Linked DNA regions of Sus scrofa: region 2 is linked to region 1. Evidence: chromatin contacts called from public HiChIP or PLAC-seq data. All regions are on one chromosome and are shown on one strand. Each heading gives the region's core, a stretch centred on a gene start, on an enhancer-like site or on the middle of the called end of the contact. The rest is flanking DNA. Distances are from core to core; before and after follow the strand shown. Region 1 overlaps CARMIL1 (F-actin-uncapping protein LRRC16A). Region 2 overlaps CARMIL1 (F-actin-uncapping protein LRRC16A).

Region 1 (4,364 bases), core at 740-3,239:
TGAATTGTCACATGTGACAGAACTGCCGAGAACGAAACACACACACAAATGAACGCATACAAAACTTATGAAGTCTAAATAAGGTTGGTAATTTATCAATGTTCATGGCTTCATGGTGAACCTGTAACATTGTTTTGCAACATGTTATCAGTGGAGGAAATGGAGGAAAGGTATTCAAGTTCTCTTTTCTTTCTTACAACTACATATGAATCCATAATTATCTCACATAAGTGTTTTTTGTTTTTTAAAACTCATCACTTTAAAAAAGAAGGCTAGTTGGCCAGTGGAGTTCCCATTGTGGCTCAGCAGAAATGAATCTGACTAGTATCCATGAGGACGCAGGTTCAATTCCTGGCCTCACTCAGTGGGTTAAGGATCCGGCATTGCCATGAGCTGTGGTGTGGGTCACAGACATGGCTCAGATGGGGCATTGCTGTGGCTGTGGTGTAGGCCAGCAGCTACAGCTCCAATTCAAACCCTAGCTGGGAATCTCCAGAGACTGTGGGCACGGCCCTAAAAAGACAAAAAAAAAAAAAAAAAGAAGTGGCTAGCATGTTATGAGCACTCCCTAAGTGGTATATTGGGCAAGTTATCTGTCACCTATAAACCAGAACAGCAAATGCCTACCTCTTGCTTTGCATTCTAGAAGGAACACTGAGCACCGTCCTTAAGCGAGCACACTGTGGGAGGGGTCATACCAGGGAGGTCACTGCCACCATCATCTTTGGACGCCCCACCCTCCAACACCCCACTAATACCCAGGTAAAATTCATATGCTCTTTATATAACCAATGGAGAAACTGGGATAGGAATCCATTATCGCACTATTTAAAGAATATATATTCTGTCTCTGAATAATAATAACATACACACTAATGTAAAAGAGCTCTTTAAAAAGAGAGAGAGAGAATATTTTCATGGTCTAGAGCAGCATTTTCCAAACTGTTCTCCAAAGAACACCAGTCCCCCCGAAGTAATAATAAGGCTGTAATAATAACAATAACAATAACACGAAATTTAAATCCTTGGTCCAGTAAATTTGGGAAATACTTCATACACTGTCCCCTTCTAGGAGCTCCAGTGGGGTGACAAAATCCCTACCCAACTTCATTTAACCTCTATTTCTCAAATTGACTTGTTCACGAAATCATTCTATTATACTTTCTGCCATCCTGAGGAATATTCCCACGGTCTAGAATTTTAAAAGTTATTCTGCATCGACCCGATTTCTTCCCCCATTATGTACTTTAGAAGAGAAATGGGAGTTCCCATTGTGGCGCAGCAGAAATGAATCCGAGTATCCATGAGGATGTGGGTTCCATCCCTGGTCTCGTTCAGTGGGTTAAAGATCCAATAGTGCCGTGAGCTGTGGTGTAGGTTGCAGACGCTGCTCGGATCCTACATTGCTGTGGCTGTGGGGTAGGCGGGCAGCTATAGCTCTGATTCCACCCCTAGCCTGGGAACTTCCATATGTTGCAGGAGTAGCCCTAAAAGCAAAAAATAAAAAAGAAGAGAAGTGGATGTTTTTCTATAGCTAGTGGAGTAGTTTTAACTGCATGCAACTGGCCGTCAATTACTGTTTGCTGAATTATATTCGGTGCAGTTATAATTTCTAGGATGACAACTCTGGGCATAGGAGAAGTAGCATTTCCTGTTGTGGTTTTTTGGTTGGTTTTCAGTTTTGTTTTGTCTTGTTTTTTATGGCTGCACCCACAGCATATGCATGTTCCCAGGCTAGGGGTCAAATTGGAACTGCAGCTGCCAGCCTACACCACAGCCACAGCAACTCGGGATCCAAGCCTCATCTGCAACCTACACCACAGCTCATGGCAACACTGGATCCTTAACCCACTGAGTGAGGCCACGGATTGAACCGGCGTCCTCATGGATACTAATCGGGTTCACTACCACGCAGCTATGGGAACTCCCAGCATTTCCTGTTTTTTAAACTCGCTCACTTAGCTGAGAAAACAAAAGTGCTACTTTCTGAAAGTTCCTCAGAAACGTGTCTCCTGCGTGGCAGCCACCCACAACTAAAACAGACATTTACTAGAGTTCCCATTGTGGTGCAGCAGAAACGAATCCAACTAGTAACCCTGAGGTTGCAGGTTCGATCCCTGGCCTCACTCAGTGGGTTTAGGATCCGGCGTTGCTGTGAGCTATGGTATAGGTTGCAGACATAGCTCGTGTCCTGCGTTGCTGTGGCTGTGGTGTAGGCCAGCAGCTACAGTTCTGATTAGACCCCTAGCCTGGGAACCTCCATGTGCCTCAGATGCGGCCCTAAAAGGCAAATAAATAAATAAGCAATTTACAATGTGGTATGATTATAAGGAATAAGGTCACAACTAAAAAAATCCGGACTCAAAACTATAGGTCCTGAAATTTCATCAGGAGGATATAGGGCCTTTCACACCTAAAATAAGGAAAAAATGTTAACTGCAGTTATTCCTGGGAGAGGGAACAAGTTAAATTTGTCACTTCATGAAGGCGACTTCAGCTTCAATGTATTTCAAATGTCAGAGTTTGCTGAGGTCAGGCTTGGATGAGGGCAGGAGAAAGGTAAAGACCTTGAATCCTAGGGAGGGGCAAAGAGAAAATGAAAAAGGGGGGGGGTCAAAGGTATCAAAACTGAGCTTCACTTAATTCATGGGTCCCTCAAGGCCCAAGACACTGCCTTACAACTACACATTACCATTTCTAGAAATAAGCCATACTCAACTGGAAGAACCATAAACCAATTGGAAAGTTAAAAGGAATTAATCAGAATCATTTCAAATGGATGAAATTCATCAGAATCATGCATAAGAAATATGAGGGCTTTTTTAAAAAATACACCAAGCACTTGAGGAACACACACTTCAAAATTAGCTCAATTACACACATCTTCTGCCTAAAGATGGGAACTGACAGGTGTCAATCTGGCCTCCACTCTGCCTTCTCAGGGTCCCCTGCAGCATCACAGGACACACCTCCCCTCGTGACTATAGCTTTTGCCTCAGCTGTCTCAGCCTTCTCTTCTTGTTGGCCCAGAAAATATAATGGCAAAAAAATAAAAAAATAAAAATAAGTATTTTGTTGAAAAAATATTTTCCAATCGATAAGCTGAAATTGACAAAACAATTTTTAAAAGTACCTCTGGTTTAGCAGAGACCCCAGTGTGCATCCAGAACTCAGGACCCCCACCCCCAGACTAAATGAATGGGCGATAAAATAGTCAACAGAAAATGTCTAAGTCTGCCTGCTGAATAATTGAAGCCCCCTAATGGTCAATGGAAATATTCTTACAAGGAGCTTAGGTATCTTGTGTTTTTTAATTTTATTGAAGTATAGCCTATTTATACTGTTCTATTAATTTCTGCTGTACAGCAAAGCAACTCAGTTATACATATACATACATATTCTTTTCATACTTTTTCATTATGGTTTACCACAGGATACTGAATACAGTGCCCTGTGCTATATATAGTAGGACCTTGCTTTTTATCCATCCTACACTAATAATTTGCCTCTGCTAATCCCAGGCATCATTTATATTCTCACCCCTCACTGTAAGATGTTCTTTTCCCAGTTTCAACGGGAAAAAGGTTGTCTCTTTCCATCCCCCATTCATGAATGCAGGGAGGAGTGAATTGCCTAAACTCCTTTTAGCACTGATGGAAAGAGGGAAAGCCGAGGCCCTCTGTCCCTAATCCAATGTCCTGTTAATACAAGTTTAAATGCCGCACAGTTTTTAAAATCACGTAAGTGGGTGGACAATGAACAGTGACTGCTCTGTGGCACCCTGCTCCCCCTGCCCCTCGAGCGGCCTGTCATCTAATCTGGAGGTCCCCATTTGGACACTGATGCACCTGCACAGTGACAGCCCTGACTGCAGCCCAAATGCTCCCTTTCACCCTTAACCTGCCTAAGTTCATCAGGGTTAATAAAGCCAGGTTCGGGGAGTTCTCTGATGGTCTAGCGGGTTAAGGCCCCTGTGTCTTCACCATTGTGGCTCTGGTCACTATTGTGGGGCAGGTTCAATCCCTGGCCTGGGAACTCCACAGGCTTGTGGGTGCAGCAAAAAAGCAAAAAGAGAGAGAGAGAAAAAATGAAATAAACACTGCAACTCTCATTTAAAAAAATAAACTAGAGTTCCTGTTGTGGCTCAGTGGGTTAAAGACCCAACAAGTATCCATGAGGACGCGGGTTCAATCCCTGGCCTTGCTCAGTGGGTTAGGGATCCGATGTTGCTGGCTGTGAGGCTGTGGCATAGGCCAGCATCTGTAGCTCCAATTCAACCCTAGCCTGGGAACTTCCATATGCTGCAGGTATAGGTACAGCCCTTTAAGAAAAAAAAAAAAAAAAAACACCAAAATAAAATAAAG
Region 2 (4,766 bases), core at 197-2,696, 220 kb before region 1:
CTGTCTTAGGGCAGGAGCTGTGGCTGATGAAGTGGGGGAGTCAGCCCCTGCTTTATGGAGCAGAAAGCCCACATAAGAATGAGGCATTTAGGAGTTCCCATTGTAGCTCGGCGGGTTATGAACCCGACTAGCATTCATAAGGATGCAGGTTTGATCCCTGGCCCCACTCAGTGGGTCAATAAGGATCTGGCGTTGCCATGAGCTGTGGTGTAGGTCACAGACACAGCTCAGATCCTGCATTGCTGTGGTGTGGGCCAGCAGCTGTAGCTCTGATTCGACCCCCAGCCTGGGACCTTCCATATGTTGCACCCATGGCCCTTTTTAAAACAAAAAAAGAAGGAGCATTTAGATACAAAAAAGATAAGTCTGGTGTTGGCTTAATGATACCTAATAGTTCTATTGGCAAAGATGATCTACATCTACCTCCCATCTAAAAAAACAAAAGTTGAAGTGGGTGAGTAGACCAGGAGGCACAACGACTCCTGAGAGTCGGCCCTCCAACCTCTCCTTCCCAGCTCAACCTGCGCTTCTGACAAACCTAAAAGCAAATAGTGGCTGCCAGGTCCAAGCTTTAAGTTGTTTTGGATGAAAGAGGAGAGATTATTTGAAACACAGCTGAGCTCTGACACATTCACAATCTGCCACAGCCACACCCCCGCCAGGAGCACGGCAGTGTCAGAGGGGAGCAGTGAACACAGCAGGAATGCAGGGGCATTTCTCAGCAAGTGTACACATGTTCCACTTTCACCAGTGGAGGGTGCAGAACGGGTCTCAGAAGAAATGTGTACACGAGTGCTACACCAAGAGTGGGCAATTCTCTGCCACCATTATGCAAAACTGATTCCCAAGGAAAGGAAGCCCCGAGCCACGGGCTGCACGTGGAGCCCCCTCTGAGCCTTGGACAAGAGTCTGCAGGGCCAGGGACGAGCCTTGAATAGCCAGCCCACACCAGCAGGGGGCGCTACTGCCCCTGACCCCAGGCTGTCCAGAGGCTGTGCCTAAGCAGTCCTCAAATGCACAGTGCCTGGCCTCGCCTTTTATGGCTTCTTGGAATGTGGAGTCCTCCGGAACTGTGCTCACACACAAAAGATAAGGTGGAGCATTTAAACAGAGCTAGAAGGAAGGTGAGATAAGCAAGGCACTCAGGGCGCATTGAAGGAGGAACTGTCTCTCAGGCTCTGGCAGCTACGGGGCTGGCATCTGAGAGTAAGAGCCTCCTTAAATGATGTAGGTGTCTTACTTGGCTACACTTAAAATATAATCCTAGGAGTTGTCTTCCCTTTTTCCTTCTAGGCTTTCTGAGGTAGTTATAAATCTCCCAAATGCCTATGCAGAATGAGGATATAATAACCTAATGTCAATAACCAGAATGAGGATATGATAACCTCATTATAGGGGCCACAGAAGAAAAGATGTGGCTGCTAAGCTTTCAATACCTTTAGTTAGTCTCCTTTGTTAATAAATAATAAGTGCCGGAGCTCCCGTCATGGCTCAGTGGTAACGAAGCTGGCTAGTATCCATGAGGATGCAGGTTTGATCCCTGGCCTCGCTCAGGGGGTTAAGGATCCTGCATTGCTGTGGCTGTGGCGTAGGCCGGCAGCTACGGCTCTGATTTGACCCCTGGCCTGGAAACTTCCACAGGCTGCCAGTGCGGCCCTAAAAAGACAAAAAGAAATACATAAATGAAATAAAATAATAAGTGCCATACTTTCATTTTTACAGCTCTTTAAATACATCTACGTAAAAGTGAATAGTGTGAAGAGGAAAGTGAAGACAACATAATTTTTTTTTATCAATAGTATATTAACTTCTGGTATTATGTTGATAGTTTATAGAGAACACAGTCATATAATTTAGGGAGAAGTATCCTAAAATGAATTTATGAAAAACTTACTATTTTATTGTGCTGATGGAACACCCTTGACTGATTTCAAGTGTTAAAGCCTAAGGATTTTTTATTATCGTTGTTTTAAATAGACACTAGATGGCGCTCAAAGATTTTAAGTCGAACAAATAAAACTTAAATCCTAAGAATTTTGTCACCATGAGCCAATTTATTTATCAAATCCAAAGCACGTGGAAGAAACCCTCCGGCACTGCTCATCTCTCTATCCAAAGGCATCAGTGGAAACAGTGATAAAATAAACAGCTCATTAGTGAAAACAGTGCATTCCTGGTTGTAAAGAAATTCTCTAAAAACAGATTAAAATATAAACATTTCTTTGGCCGTCTGACTCATCAATGACATAGTCGCAGTATTTATTCAAAATTCTGACCAGCAAAGGCCACATCATGTCTCCCTTGTTGAATTATCAGAACGTAGTCTTACCCCCTCCACTCTTCCCTGAGAGCTAAAGTCAGGAGGGCTCTGAGACTAGGAAAATGGTACTGGTGGAAGAACTATAGTGAATAGCTGTCAAATCAAAAGGGATGCAGGATTTCATGAAAAAAAAAAAAAAAAAAAAAAGAATTAGTCATTTAGAAGTAATATAAAACAGCCCTCCGTGTCCCGGTATACAGTTTACCATGTACTTTCCGAAAATCAAGGGGGATGAACTATTTTATTCTGACACTTAGATAAAATCGATGTGCAACTTCCCTTTCATTGAGGAACCCAGTTTTACAGACATAAAAGCTCAAGCGAATGCACAGAAACCAAAGCCTGGCTTCATTACGTTAATCTTAGTGATCACAATAAGGATACCATCCTCAAGGAGCTACAGAAAAACAACAACAACAACAACAAAAAAAAAACAGATAAAAAGGGAAGAAAAAAATGCACAACTTTTAAAAAGAGGTTCAAAAATAATGCATTAAATCAGATGTGGGGGGCACTCAACAATTTTTAAATGATAAAGTTTTTCCTCATAGCAATAGATAATATATCTCAATGGTCAAGTGTTTGATTAACTCAGAGCTCCTGTTGTGGCTCAGGGGGTTAAGAATGTGATCAGTATCCATGAGGAGGCGGGTTCGATTCCTGGCCTCGTTCAGTGGGTTAAGGATCTGGTGTTGCCGTGAGCTGTGATGTAGGCCGGCAGCTGTAGCTCTGATTTGACCCCTAGCCTGGGAACTTCCATATGCCACAGTTGAGGCATTTAAAAGGAAAAAAAAAAAAAAGGTTCTATTAATTCTAGCAGAGTGCAATGCTCTTCTTTTTGACTTAAATCTGGAACTTACTGAGGAACTTCTAGGTTTGGAAAATGACAAATTCTGAAAGAACTGAAAAACACATCTCCCTTTATAGAATTAGAATCTGGTTTCAATCGTTTGATTTGCCTCTGGGAGCTTTCCTATCACCCATCAGCTTCAGGTCTCCATTCGGATTCAACAGACTCAGTCTTTCCCCAGAATGGAGCATGTCCCTGGCACAAGTGTCGGGTGTTTCTGACATGCACAGGAGCCCCCGAGCAGGTGGGACAAGGCCTGCGGGACGCTCAGCCACTGACCAGCCTCCAGAGGCTGAGGCTCTCCGGGACATCGCAGCCTCAGGGCCAGAGAGAAAACATGCCTTCGTATTCCATGCTCTGGGCTCTTTGGGGAAAAGCATTGTGTGTTGGGATATCTCTTTAATCTCCAGGCTGTTTCTCTGTATCTCTTTTGCCCATGAAAAAAAAAAAATGAATGGAGGCAAAAAAAAAAGACAAAGACAATAAAGTCAACATAGACACTCCTCCTCCTCCTCCCCCCTTACCTTCTGCGAGCCAGCAGCCCTCCGCTCCTGCTTGGCCTTCATCTCTGCCAGCAGACCGCTGCCCATCATCTGGACCCCGTACCTCCGTCCTCCCTGTGGGCTGCCCTTGCTGTCACTGCGCTCCACCTTCCCCACCTCCTCCCCTTGACCTTCCTCTAGGGACTCAGGTGTTTTGAGTTCCTCCGCCCGCTCAGCACTGCCATTGTGCTCGGCAGCCTTCGTGTCCTTCCTGGGGGCGTCCACGGCTGGACTTCGGACTCCCGCCTTGGGGGAGGAGAGTTCTTCGGTCGCCAAGACTGCTGGGGACCGGTCACATTTGGACCGGGGTTTGATTAAATTGAGAAAGCCGCTTTTCCGAAAGTCCCGCTTTTTCTTCTCGTCTCCTCCTTCGCTAAGCTCGTGGGACTCTGAGCCTCTTGCCGACCATCTCCTGTGTTGCAAAAGAACAAAGCCTGTTGGGTTGATTCACTGTACCTAAGGTTCCAGCAACCATCCGTCAAAAAAGAAACGGGGAGGCTGAGGCTTTATACAGCAACCATTCTGAAGCATTTTTAAAAGCTGACGTCAGAAATAGAAAGGTACATTAAATAGCATCATCCTCTCCACAGGGGAGGAAACTGAGGCAAATACAAATTAAGAATGAGAATCTGGGAGTTCCCGTCATGGCTTGGTGCATTAAGAATCTGACATAGTATCCATGAGGGATGCAGGTTCGATCCCTGGCCTTGCTCAGTGGGTTAAGGATCTGGTGTTGCTGTGGCAGTGGTGTAAGCTGGCAGCTGCAGCTCCGATTCAACCCCTAGCCTGGGAACTTCCACATGCCATAGGTGCAGCCCTAAAAAGAAAAAAAAAAAAGAAAAAAGAAAGAAAAAAAGAATGAGCACCTGAAGTGTCGGTGGGGGACTGGGAGCAGAGGTGAGTTTTTTTTTATGTTTAAGTCCTTAAATCAAGTGCCTCTCCACTGCAAGAATTGCCAGAAAAGCTGGCTCCACTCAAGACACAGGTGGGTGATTGCCTTATTTAACTTGGCAGCACTAGAAAGGACCAAATTTTCCCTTAAGTCTCTGAAATC

What was found. HiChIP or PLAC-seq counts read pairs in DNA pulled down with a chosen protein or histone mark.
Region 2: an H3K27ac HiChIP or PLAC-seq map of alveolar macrophages shows a contact between it and region 1. The contact joins two enhancer-like sites. A contact is called at or near these places in 1 of 47 Hi-C or Micro-C datasets (embryonic fibroblasts) and 1 of 2 datasets of contacts at active chromatin or transcription factors (alveolar macrophages).

What each region holds. Positions count from the first base shown.
Region 1 is chr7:20,112,821-20,117,184 of Sscrofa11.1, reverse strand. All of the region lies in intron 2 of CARMIL1 (F-actin-uncapping protein LRRC16A), which reads right to left. Among named protein-coding and RNA genes, the nearest start is that of CARMIL1, 79 kb to the right of the region's middle. Within about 2 kb of position 1,989, at least 1 of the 83 cell types and tissues checked has an H3K27ac peak or open chromatin away from gene starts, as enhancers often do. A contact at or near this core is called in alveolar macrophages, where this site is marked.
Region 2 is chr7:20,333,146-20,337,911 of Sscrofa11.1, reverse strand. It overlaps CARMIL1 (F-actin-uncapping protein LRRC16A), which reads right to left. Exons shown (of 37, transcript XM_013977486.2): 33 at 3,695-4,124. Among named protein-coding and RNA genes, the nearest start is that of SCGN, 54 kb to the left of the region's middle. Within about 2 kb of position 1,446, at least 21 of the 83 cell types and tissues checked have an H3K27ac peak or open chromatin away from gene starts, as enhancers often do. A contact at or near this core is called in alveolar macrophages, where this site is marked.